2 separate regions of the Macaca mulatta genome follow, and region 1 is linked to region 2. Evidence: chromatin contacts called from public Hi-C data. All regions are on one chromosome and are shown on one strand. The core of a region is the stretch at or near the end of the contact, and the rest is flanking DNA. Distances in the headings are between cores, read along the strand shown.

What was found. Hi-C and Micro-C count contacts between places; a contact is called where the count stands out from the background.
Region 1: a Hi-C map of fetal cortex germinal zone shows a contact between it and region 2, with 2.7 times the contacts expected there. The contact joins the promoter of SDHAF4 here to the promoter of SMAP1 in region 2. A contact is called at or near these places in 4 of 14 Hi-C or Micro-C datasets (CD4 T cells, cortical neurons, fetal cortex germinal zone and 1 more).

Annotation. Positions count from the first base shown.
Region 1 is chr4:115,003,405-115,009,697 of T2T-MMU8v2.0, reverse strand. It overlaps SDHAF4 (succinate dehydrogenase complex assembly factor 4), which reads left to right and starts at 4,419. Exons shown (of 3, transcript NM_001194396.1): 1 at 4,419-4,495. The coding sequence starts at 4,432.
Region 2 is chr4:114,901,240-114,907,330 of T2T-MMU8v2.0, reverse strand. SMAP1 (small ArfGAP 1) reads left to right here and starts at 2,252. Exons shown (of 9, transcript XM_077999773.1): 1 at 2,252-2,519. The coding sequence starts at 2,402. It also overlaps the pseudogene LOC106997989.

The DNA of each region.
Region 1 (6,293 bases), core at 3,170-5,669, 100 kb before region 2:
TGTAATCCCAGCACTTTGGGAGGCTGAGGTGAGAGGATCGCTTGAGCTAGGAATTCAAGACCAGCCTGGGCAACATAACAAGACCCTATCTCTACAAAATAATTTAACTGAGCCTGGTGGCATGCACCTGTAGTCCCAGCTACTTGGAAGACTGAGGTGGGTGGATCACTTGAGTCCAGGAGTTCCAGGCTGCAGTGAGTTACTGCACTACAGCCTGGGTGACAGGGAGACCCCCAACTAAAATATATATATACATATGAAATAAGAAAATTTTATAGACATGCATGAGCCAGTGAGGAAGAAAATAGAACAGTTCTTTGCAAGTGTCCATGGTAAGAATTACCTGGACTACTTTAAAAATACACATTCCAGGACCTTATTACAGACCAACTGAATGAAAATTTTCAGGATAGTGTAAAAGCAGCATCACGTTTTATGTCCCAAATTTCTCTAATAACACATCGCAAATACAGTACTCAGTCCTGTCACTGGTCGTGAATCTGGATGGTTATGACTTCTCACCACTGCCAACTATTTTCTGTTTTCTTTGTGTTCAACCAGCACCTCTGCTGATCAGATTTATGTATCCAGTGGATGACAGCGGCTCTGAGGTGTGGGTGGTCTTGCCGATATATGGTTGTAATCGTCTTATATGTAACTTTTACCATTCAGCATGGTATTTTTTAAAATAAAATATAAAACCATGGTATTGCGAGGAGGTATTCCAGGAGACCCCCTGACTTCTGGTTATACTCTTCTCCCTACTCTCTTTTCTCCATGGTCATCAGGGACAATCACTCCAGCTAGCATCATCACCACTTTCTCTAACCTTACCTAGAGGAATGAGTTCAAAATGGCTGAGTGGCAATTCCAGCTGGGCACAAAAATTGCTATGCCAACAGAACCTGGAGTCACAGAGATGGCTGGCAAGCGCAGTAAAGGGTCTGAGATTTTATCCTACTTGCAAGGTTACAGGCTAGGTTGCTGCAGTTTCATGGATGCTGACAGGATACTCCTGGGCAAAAGACAAAACAGCTTTATTACAGCAAAATAGAAGCCAGAGTGTTCGCATATTTGCATCAGTTCCTGTAGCCCAATTCCCACAGTGTGATGCAGAGGGCCAGATGACGTATATGCACATTAGGGGTTGCATTACAGAAGAATCCAGGATCAAGAATCAAGTGGTTTTTAAACAAACAACAAACAAGCTAGTCTCTCTCCCCCAGGTAGCAGCAGTTAAATGGTAGTAATGCCGTGACTGCCTTGACCTACTTAGGTGCCTATATGACTAGCTACAGAAACTGCTTAGTATCAGGAGATGGATAAGACTTGCAGTCTGGCACACTCAGTAATAATATATAGGCATGTTCAGTGGCCATGGGAGCTTGTCTCTCCTCTCCCACAATGGAAAGCAAAATATATCAGTGAGTCAAACGCAATAGCAAGAAGTCAGACCCTTTTCTACTCTTTGATCTCTGTTATTCTGTCAACAGAAGAGATATCACCAAATACCGTTAATTCATTTGGAAAATATGACAAATCCTTTAGGGCAGTATCCCAAAGTGTATTTTCTCACCTGGTTCCAAAACAACCTTCAATAAGGTTGTCCGTCATTTCATAAAATCGGTTGCTTTTGGATGATGGAATACATAAGACTGTGAATCCCGCAGGCATTAGTCCCCTGCTTTACATCTTTCACGGGAAAATGAGTTCTTCGGTAAGAAGCAATGTTGTGTAGGATATTGTATTAAACATGGAGTAGTGTGTTAAGGTATTCAGTAAGTCCACAGGTGGAGTATATAGCAAGCATAAATCAAGGAAAGCACTCTAAATGCAGAATAATTGTCTGTTCCTGTAAGAATAAATTTATTCCTGTAAGAATAAATCCTCCTTCATAACAGTAGGATTTCATTGTCAGACCTGCCACCCAGGCCACATAAAAGTATATCAGGGGATCAAGTTGGTCACTGCAGTTGGTAAGTAGTGGTAGTAGCCAAGCAGTCATGACAGAAGAAAGACGGTGTTAAAAGTACATGTATGTCTCTATTCTTGCCACCATGGCTACCTTGTTACTGAGTCCACAGCTGTTGTGGGGGAAGGAGGCTGAGTGATGTCCACAGAATGGGTCACTGTTGCAGCCCCTGTGTAATCCCCTTTTGAGAGTAGGCTGGACCTAATAATAGGATACAGTAGAAGTGGTGGGATGTCACTACCGAGATGAGATTACAGAAGGTCAGAGCATCCATTTTGAGGGGTCTTCCTTGCTCTTTAGTTCATTTGTCCTGTGGAAAGCCAGCTGCCATGTTGCAAGATAGCCTTTGGAGAAGCCCACTTAACAAATAACTGAGAAAGTTTCCAGTCCAAAGTCCACAAGGAACCAAATCTTGCCAATAATCATGTGAACGAGCTTGGAAGCAGATACTCCCTTAGTTGTGCATTTATATGAGACTGGGACTCCAGCCAACAGTTCGGCCGCAACCTCATTTAGGACCCGGAACCACAGTCACTCTGGCTTCTAGATTCCTGATCCACAAAAACTGTCAGAGAATAACTGTTTATTGTTTTAAGCCAGTAAATTTTGGGATAATTTGTGAGGCAGCAATAGATAACTAATATAATAATCTTGTTCTGATTAAGAGCCTTTCTGCAATGGAAGCCTTTTTTGTTGTTGTTGTTGTTTAACATTCAATAGAACCCAAATGTTTTCATACTCTGGGGCTACTTTGAGAGGCCCTCTTCCAAAGACCTAGTCCAAAACGTTTACATTCCCAGTTCCTAGCCACTTGACAAACCAGTCACTGCCTATGAAATGATGTAAATTTTTATCTCAAGCTGTATCTCTTTTTAGGCAAAGCATACAAGACAAGATAAACTAAATTCTGGCCAGGCGCGGTGGCTCACACTGTAATCCCAGCACTTTGGGAAGCTGAGAGGGGTGGATCCCTTGAGGCCAGGAGTTCGAAACCAGCCTAGTCAACATGGCGAAATCCCGTCTCTACTAAAAATAGAAAAATCAGCCAGGTGTGGTGACGCAGGCCTGTAAAAACATAAAAATAAATAAGCTAAGTTATGCATGCTGGAAATAATTTTTTTTCCCCTCTGCTGTTCCTTCAGGGCCTCTGTTAAGCGAGGCTCTAAATATGAAAAGCAGTCCGTTGCCAGCCGGGCCAGTTTATTAAGCAAAGCCATTATCCAACTTCGAGTTTTTCCCTCAGTCAACTAGCCACAAGGAATTCATCATTAAACTGTAGCTATAAGCTAAAGGTCAAAAGCATGACCTTAGGACTGTGAGCTCCCTACAAATGAAAACTGTTTCGGTTTTGACTCTGGCCCAGTTCTGTGTATCTCACTTTCTCTCTTCTTTCTTTTTGTTTTTTTGAGATGGGAGTCTTGCTCTGTCTCCAGGGCTGGCGTGCAGTGGCACGTTCTCTGCTCACTGCAATCTCCGCCTTCCGGGTTCAAGCGATTCTTCTACCTCAGCCTCCCGAGTAGGTGGGATTACAGGAATGCGCCACCACGCCCGGCTAATTTTTGTATTTTTAGTAGAGACGGGGGTTTTGCCTTGTTGGCCAGGCTGGTCTCGAACTTCTGACCTCAGGTGATCCACCCGCCTAGGCCTCCAAAAGTGATCGGATTACAGGAGCGAGCCACCATGCCCGGCCCACTTTCTTTTCGTGAAAGGATCTCCTTATCTAGGAGAACCAGATAATTCTCAGTTCATGATGAGAAACTTCGATCGCATAGCCACTTGATGTCACATGGTCAGACACTACCAAGGCCCAATAGCTAGCCAGAAACTTTTTTTAAAAAAAGAAAAGATACAATTCCAGAATTCTGGGGGCCTTCACTATGATTCTGTAAAGATTTCCACGAGTTGCACAAAGCATCCAGGTCTGCCACATACCACTCAACACTGTTAGAGCTGTTGGGATATAAGGGTCAAGTGGCAGAACTCCTTGCACTGGATCCTGGCCTGGATGGAGAGCCTTCTCTTACTCTGCACCTCATTCAAAAATGTCGCCTTTCATATCATCTGGTTAGTCGGCCAGAATGGACGAACTAGGAGCTGACTGAACAAAGATTTAAAACACAAAACAGGGAGAATTAGGTAAAAGAAGCATTTTACGTAAGAGAGTAAAAGGCGCTCAATCTTTGTAAACTATAAAAGGGATCTTCCACGGGACCTTTCGGCTTAGACTGACAGGCATGAACGTAATTATTCCCTCTTCTAATTTCAGCAAGGATTTGGCGTTTTAATGCGGGGTTCAAGGTAGCTTGAGTCTTTCTTGGCGAAAGAGCCTAGGAATGACTCTAACTCCTTTTCTAAAGCCAGCCACGGAGGCCCAGCCCCCGCAGGAACGCTCCGGATCCTGCCGCCTGCTCCTCCCCCTACTGCTTTGCGCCTGCGCGGAGGCTCAGGGAGTGGGCGCCATGACCCTATCGAGGCTTCCCGGGTTGCTTAGGCGGGTCTCGGCCACTGCGTGGAGAGCGGCAAGTAAGCACCTGGCCTCGGGGCCAAGGTCGCGGGAGGGGTCGTGAAGGCCCAGGCGCGGAGAGAGGACCCTCCAGCGGAGGAAGCCGCGTGTGTCCCGGACGTTCGGTGGCGCCAGGCGCTGCCCAGCTTCTCCCGCCCAGATGCCCACCCCGTGGCCTGGGCAGGTCCTTGCAGCGCCTGGGGTCTCGGGTGGGACTAGAGCGAGAAGATCGCTAATGCCCTTACCCCCGCCCGGACGTCCGCTTCCTGCCGGGCACGCGGTGGCCTAGCAGGACCACAGACGTTCCGGGTCGTACCTGTGGGAGCTCGCAGGGCACACTGCACTTTGATGCCCCTGAGAAAAATGGAAAAGAAGGCCTTTTGGGAATGGGAGTCGTTGATTTACTTATTTATTTATATCATTATTTACAGGAATCCGCGCGCCTGGTCCAGGATTTGTGGCAGTTTACAGTTTATCTTTTAAAAACGGGGAAAAGTGCAGAAGTGAGCCAAAGGCAAATAAGTATAACGTAAATTAGATGAAGCCAGGAATTGTTCGTAGAGAAAAAGCATTCATGCTTTCAGTAAAACCAATATTTTTAAACCCATTGTGGTTGGAAATTTTTCTCAAGATGATTCAGTTAGCAGCCCAGACTATGCAAAACACAATTTTAACTTGTGACACCTGGAGAAGTTATGCAAGTTGAAAACAATAATTATTGCCCTCATAATAAATGGCTCCGGATTTCTATGCAATTTGTTTTCCTTTGAGCAATCATTTCCCCCAAATACAAACATTTTACATAATTGTATAAGTTTTAAATAGTCCAGAAATGAGTAATACAGAAAGTGAAAGTCCCACATTATCCAAACCTCAAGGTAATAAAGTTAAAATTTTGTAGGGTTCATTCAACGTCTCCCGTTAACTAGTTTTAAACAATTATGAAGTATTCCATACATATATACACACACACACATATATATGTATGTAGCACACATGTAAGCTATAAAGCACAACCAGCATCTATGAACTCATCCTCCAATTTAAGAAATAGTCTCCATTGCCAAGGAGGTCTCTATGTGCTGCTTCCTGATACACCTGCGCAACGGTGTTTTAAATCTTCGTAGAAATGGTTTCATATTGTTGATTTTTTTTTTCAGCTAACACTGTGTTTTGTGATTGATCCGCATTGATGTATGAGGTTGTAGTTATTCATTCAACTGTGTGAACCTATGATACATTTTCCAATGCCCTTCTCAAAGGACATTTGAGTAATTCTAGAAACACCAGGATTGGCTGCTACACATTCTTGTGTACCTTACTTGTGCATTAGTGGAAGGAGTGGAATTCCTGGAGTATGGTGTAGGTCTTTTCAATTTTACAACATGATGCCAAGGTGTAACGGCATTTTCTAATTCTATAGCAATTTTCACTTCTACCAGCAGTGTATTAGAGTTCGTGTTGTTCCACAAACTTGCGAAAACTTAATTTTGTCTAAGTTTTTTATTTTTGGCTGCCTACAGGGTGATGAAATGACACCTCATTGTGATTTTGCTTTTCTCTGATTAAAGAAGTAAAACATCTTTTCAAATATCAACATTTTGTGAAACACCTTTTTCTCTTTTCTTTTCCTTTTTTTTTTTTTTTTTTTTGAGACGGAGTTTCGCCCTTGTTGCCTAGGCTGGAGTGCAACAGCAAGATTTCAGCTCACTGCAACATCTGCTTCCCGAGTTCAAACGATTCTCCTGCCTCAGCCTCCCAAATAGCTGATATTACAGGCGCCCGCCACCACGCCCAGCTAATTTTTTGTATTTTTGG
Region 2 (6,091 bases), core at 1,003-3,502:
TGCCTTTTTTTATATTACATCTTAAAAATATTTTGGATACATCGAGTTAAATAAAATGTATTCATAAAATGTATTTTATGTTTCTTTTTCTGTTTTAAAATGTGGCTACTGTATTATTTAAAGTTATATGTGTGGCATGCAAGTATTTCTATTGGACATCACTGTGACCCTTCAATCCATCCTGAAGGTCGTTTATTGGAGGTAAACCTGTATTCTGTTTTCTGAGTCCTTACAGTGCTGCACAGAATTTTTGTAGGGAGGACAGGTACTCAAAAAATGGTGTTTGTTTACTGGTTATGGCAGGACTAACTTTCCCGAAAGATCCTTTTTATTATGCTATTATCCTACTTGAAGAATCTACAGGGTTTTTTTTTTTTTTTTTTTTTTTTTTCCAGGGGCAGGGGTGCAGGGGGGACGGAGTTTCACTCTTGTTGCCCAGGCTGGAGTGCAATGACGTGATCTTGGCTCACTGCAACCTCTGCCTCCAGGGTTCAAGCGATTCTCCTCCCTCAATCTCCTGAGTAGCTGGAATTAAACAGGCATTTGCCACTACACCTGGCTAATTTTGTATTATCAGTAGAGATGGGGTTTCTCCATGTTGGTCAGGCTGGTCTCGAACTCCCCACCTCAGGTGATCCACCCACCTTGGCTTCCCAAAGTGCTGGGATTACAGGTGTGAGCCACTGTGCCTGGCCAAAATCTACAGGTTTTCTACTGTGAATTGCATCAAGGCCAGATTACTTTGTCTGGCTTCCCAAGTCTTCCATAACCCAATCATAGTTTACTTATGCAGCCTTATCTTTCACTCCGTCCTAAGTAGTACCTTTTGTTCCAGTCTGTTTTCCAAGGTACTTGAGGTCTTTACGCTTTTGTGCATGTTGCTCTTTCTTAATGTCTCCCTCCCCAGTCTCCATCTAAATCAAGCATATCTTCAGGACAAGGCTCATAAATTCTCCCTCCCACATAAGGTTTTTTTCTGTTCTTTTGAACTCACCAATATCTCTCTAGTTGCTATGTGTCAGAGCTATGCAGTTTAAGCTCTAATTTGTTTAATTACTGAACATCTTTATTGCCATATCCATTCAATTTAATTCCACAAACATTTTTTTGAGCCCCTGTGCCAAGAACAGGGCTAGGTAGCAATGAGGGTCACTTTTAGGCAGGGCCAGCGGCTAGAGATTAGCCTTACTAAAAAGCGTAAGACCGACTCTTGTTGATTGCCTTTCTTAGCATCTGCCTCACCGCAAGCAAGGACTGTGTATTGGGCTTATATAAGTCCCATATTAGAACTTCCTCATAATATACAACATGCCAAATCATTGAAACTGCCTCACCCAGAGTTGAAACCTCATGAGCCTGGATTAGGGTCTGGGTTCCAATGAAAAGTGTTTCATTTCTTTAGTTCTCTTTCTCTTGCATTAATGATCACTATTTACACAGCTTCTTGTTAAAGTATCACCGTCGAGTATTTGGGTTCCTGGTCACACTTTCTCCCTTATGGAAGGGCTTACAGCCAGGTGTTTCAGACTCTGGAATCAGACTGCTTTGGATTTGAATCTCAACTCCCCCACTAGTAGTTCTGTAATCTGGGCAGGTTACTTAATTCCTCTATGCCTCACTTTCCTCCTCTGTGTAATGAGGACAACAATATCATAAGGTTGGGGAAAGGGTTAAATGAGCTAATAGTTCGTAACAGAGTAATCACTCAATGAAATGTTATCCCTTAATACATGTCACTACTAGATTATTTCTCGTCCTTAAAATGTAAGAGACCGTTTTTCCTCTTTTATTCCATCCGTGTCTCCAGCTTCTAAACTGCGGGCGAATAAACCTCGAATGAGTAAATGACCCCACCCAGTCGCTAGTATTTCTGCATTTCCAATGTTGTGCCAGCAAGAGCAAAGGCAAATGGGCAAGTCAAAGTAGCCTCCTTGTAAAAGGTCTTCCATTACCGAGTTTTACTCGAGGCCCTCGCGGACCATCACATCTCAAAAGGGAGGAAAACCTGCATGAGGCAGTGCCAGCTACTTTTCAGGAATCACCTTGGGCCTTTTTGCAGAAAGATCCGGCAGGCCGGGCCGCGTACGTTCGGCGCATGCGCAGCGCGCCCGGCGCCCGGGTCCCTTCCTCCGCGCCACCCGGAAGCCTCGGCGCGTCCCACTCCCCCTCCTCCTCCCCTCGCCGGCTCGGGTGGTGTTTGCCGGCCGGCCCGGCAAGGAGGCGGGACACGTCGGCGCTACCACCGCCGCCCCTCCTCCTGTTTCAGCTGCCGCTGCTGCCGCCGCTTCCTGGGCTAAGCCAGCCCGCGGTCCCGGCGGCGCCAGGTGCGTTCACTCTGCCCGGCTCCAGCCAGCGTCCGCCGCCGCCGTAGCTGCCCTGGGCTCCCCGCCCCACTGCCGAGATGGCGACGCGCTCCTGCCGGGAAAAGGCTCAGAAGCTGAACGAGCAGCACCAGCTCATCCTATCCAAGCTTCTGAGGGAAGAGGACAACAAGTACTGCGCCGACTGCGAGGCCAAAGGTAGCTCGGACGTCGTCGCTGCCCCGGTCGGGGCCTCTTGCGACCGGTGACCTTCCCGCCGCTGCGGCGTTCAGGGCCCTAGCGGATGCCTCGGCTTGCCGGGAGGCCCCTGCCCTGACTGGAGGGCGGGTGGCTGAGCGGGCGGGCGCGGGGCTCCTGTCGACCCTCAAGTCCGCCAGAGGCGGCGGCGGCGAGGTCAGGCTCGCAGGCCCTGTCAGTGGCCCCAGCCTCCCCTCCTCCCCGACCCCGGGTTGAGCAGGTGCCGGAGTAGCGATGCTCGGACCCTCCACAGGGCTGAGGGTAGGAGCGGGGCTGGGAGCGCGGAACCGGACACGGGTCTGGGCAGAGCTTAGGGTTAGAGAGTTGCCCTCCTAGCTCTGCTCATAGCTATCTCTGTGGGTGGGGCCGCCCTTAGGTCTCGATCCCCTCTTCTACCCTCCGGTGTGACCACGTCCTCCCTCTCCGGTCCGGATTCTTGGTCTCCCAGACAGAGCCCTACCTGCCTGCCCCACCTGACAGCTTTTGTACAAGGCTCTTGTCTCTGCCTCTTGAAAAAGAGTATGGTGGTCTTTTTCGGTGGATTTGAGTTTTACGGAATAAATTAATTGGAGAAAGGTCTTTATTAGTAGTAGTATTGTTTTTTAGTCTGGTTATTAGCCAGAATGAAGAGGAATTTCATTACATGAATCTCTTGGAGGACAGTGGGTTTATATTTCTGAAGATTTTAGTAATTAGGTTTTCTCTGACCAGCTAGTTTGGGAGAATGTGTGGACACTGATTTGTGTACCTCATAAATGTTGAAGGTTCATTTTAAAGATCTAGAGACAGAAAAGACCTAATTTTAGTTTGTTCAGTTGGAGGGCTTCTGCCTCAGCCTTTGAAATAGATATACTATTTTTAGCTGCTATATTTTGTGTTTGGAGATCTGATTTATGTTTAATGCCTTGCAAGTAATCTCATCAGAAACATTTCTAATTTTTTTTTAAAAGAAATGTCTTCTGTAGTTAATAAAAGATTGCGTCTATTTTTAATTGGTTTATTTCGTTATTGGGCGAGAAATAGGGTAGTTCTCCAAAGCAGGAGACAGTCTCTTTGGGGAATGTCCTTTAAGATTTCTGTGTTATTTGACTTAGACTCTTCCTGAAGCTTTACTGTTCTTTCTCAATACTATATAAATGAGTCATATTTCAGTAGACTGGTAATATTTGACTAGACTGAGCCACACAGCATCAGCAGGTTTCTTCACTGTCATAACAGGTACTGAATTACTGGAAGAATCAAGTGGGAATACTGTAACTAGATTATTTTTATGAAGCACTTTTCAATATAGTAACTTGATTGAGTCAAAATTATATTTATCCTGTGTAACCTTTTCAGGTGATGAGTTTTTACATAGTGCATGCCTGGTTCTTGTAATATTTGTTTTCCTAGTAACTTGATTGTGTGTGGCTATTTGGGAGTTCTGTACTGTATTGAGGCTCAGTCGCTTGCTCTTCATGGACTGCACTAGTAAAACACTGAAAAATGGTCTTTTAAAAGGCCAAGAAGAAGAAAGAAGCTGAAGTTAAAAAGTACACATTTTGTCATTTTGAGTAATAACATGATTAAGTAGAGATGCTGGTAAATATTAAATCTGTTCATTAAAAATTGAATAGTAACAGTTTCAGAATTAACCTTCCTTCATCTACAGACATCGTTAAAAATAATTTAATTTTTGTTCAAATTTCTGTTTCCAGAAAAGTACTTTATAAAATCAGATTTTCACTAATGCTTTCTAAAATAATACAGATTTTTAAAAGCCGTTATTAACCATGTTAACTTTTTTTTTTTTTTTCATTTACTCTTTTGGAGTGGGGAGAAGAGAATCATGTACTTCTTAAATTAGGATGAAAAGTTTTACTTCTTTGGACCTGAAGAATAGGAAGTATTCATTTTGCTCAATGTTTGTATTGCCACGGTATATACTGAATGAATGTCTTTTGTATTTTGGTTTTGTCTGGCCTTTTGTTGGTTTACTTGTTTTGAGAAGTGAGGGATGTGGGAGAGAAGAGAATGGTATCAAGAGTACAAGGGTGCAGCTTGAAGGGCATGCACTCCACAGTATAATTTACAAGGATTTTTTGTTGTTGTTGTTGCTACTAAATCTAGAAGAATATTAAAATGATCTTGTAAATTATTTCAATGTGTTATCTTGATCTTTCAGGCAAAAAATCACAGGTAAGGCCACTTGTTGGCTTAATTAGACTTGATTTCATAGTTGTAACTGAAAATTTTGACATGGTAGAGCAATAGATGTAAATATATTTTCGCAGTTTTTGAGTATTTGGTAAGGTTGAAGTACATTATGGAGGCTTTTTTAGTAGAATTCTTGGCTTGTTACATGATTTTGGATCTATATGCTAGGATGACATAATAAATGTAGTACTTTTAAAAGATATGTTAAGGATCTTACTCTACAGCTCGGTTACTAAGAAGTTTCATTCTGTGTATGTATTGATGTTTTCTTCACTGTCTAGTAAATTGCATCAAACTTTTCATGTACTGTATTTCAAAGTTATTTCCCAGTTAACTTAATTTTCTTTCTTTTAAAGAAGCTTCTTCCACTGATCTTTGGGAATATGTACCGAAACTAAAGCTTAGGATTTGAGGTCCCTGTATTATCTTGCCTTATAATAGTTGGTAGAGGTATGTCAATTGGGTTTTGACATTTTCTTACTGAATCACCAGCTTGTGTTTCCTGGATTGACAGTATTTAAGAAGCAAGGAAGGAGAAAAGGATGGTATAGGCACCAGTTTCCTGCTCTTGATGCTGCTCTTACCAAATCCGTTGAACAACTGGGGAATTTAAGAACAGGCAGATGGAACTACTCCTCTTCTCTCCTAGCTGCATTCATGACTCAGTGGGAGTTTAAAGCAGCTCTTGTTGGTTATTAGTTGGTGACACTTTAGGGAGCAGTGAGGACTGAGAACGCCTTGCCAGCTTCAAGGTTAGTTTTCAGTATTTAAAGTGTTGTCTACAGGTAATCCTAGCTTTGATTTTTTTTTTTTTTTCTCCCACTTCTGTATTCTTTCACAGGCTCAGAACAGGGCATCTTGTGCTGGACATCAGGAGTGGCCTGAACTAGTGGGTAGGGCTCCTAGAAAACATCACTGGGCTTGGCAGGCACCACACTGACATACCCCATGCTTGTTAATGTATATTTCTGAGATTTTAAAAATGCAGAAATGCATTCAAGATCAGCCTGGCCAACATGGTGAAACCCTGTCTCCACTAAAAATATGAAAAATGTTAGCTGGGTGCGGCGGCAGGCGCCTGTAATCCCTACTTGGGAGACTGAGGCAGGAGAATTGCTTGAACCTGGGAGGCGGAGGTTGCAGTGAGTAGAGATTGCACTGCTGCACTCCAGCTTGGTTGACAGAGTAAGACTCCATCCCGGGGGGAAAAAAAAAAGCATACAGATAAAATTCACATTGAGACGTTTCTTCCCACTGTCCGCTCTCCCTAGCCCCTGGCAGACACCATTGCATGTTCTATCTCTATAGGTTTGCCTGTTCTGGATATTTCATGTAAT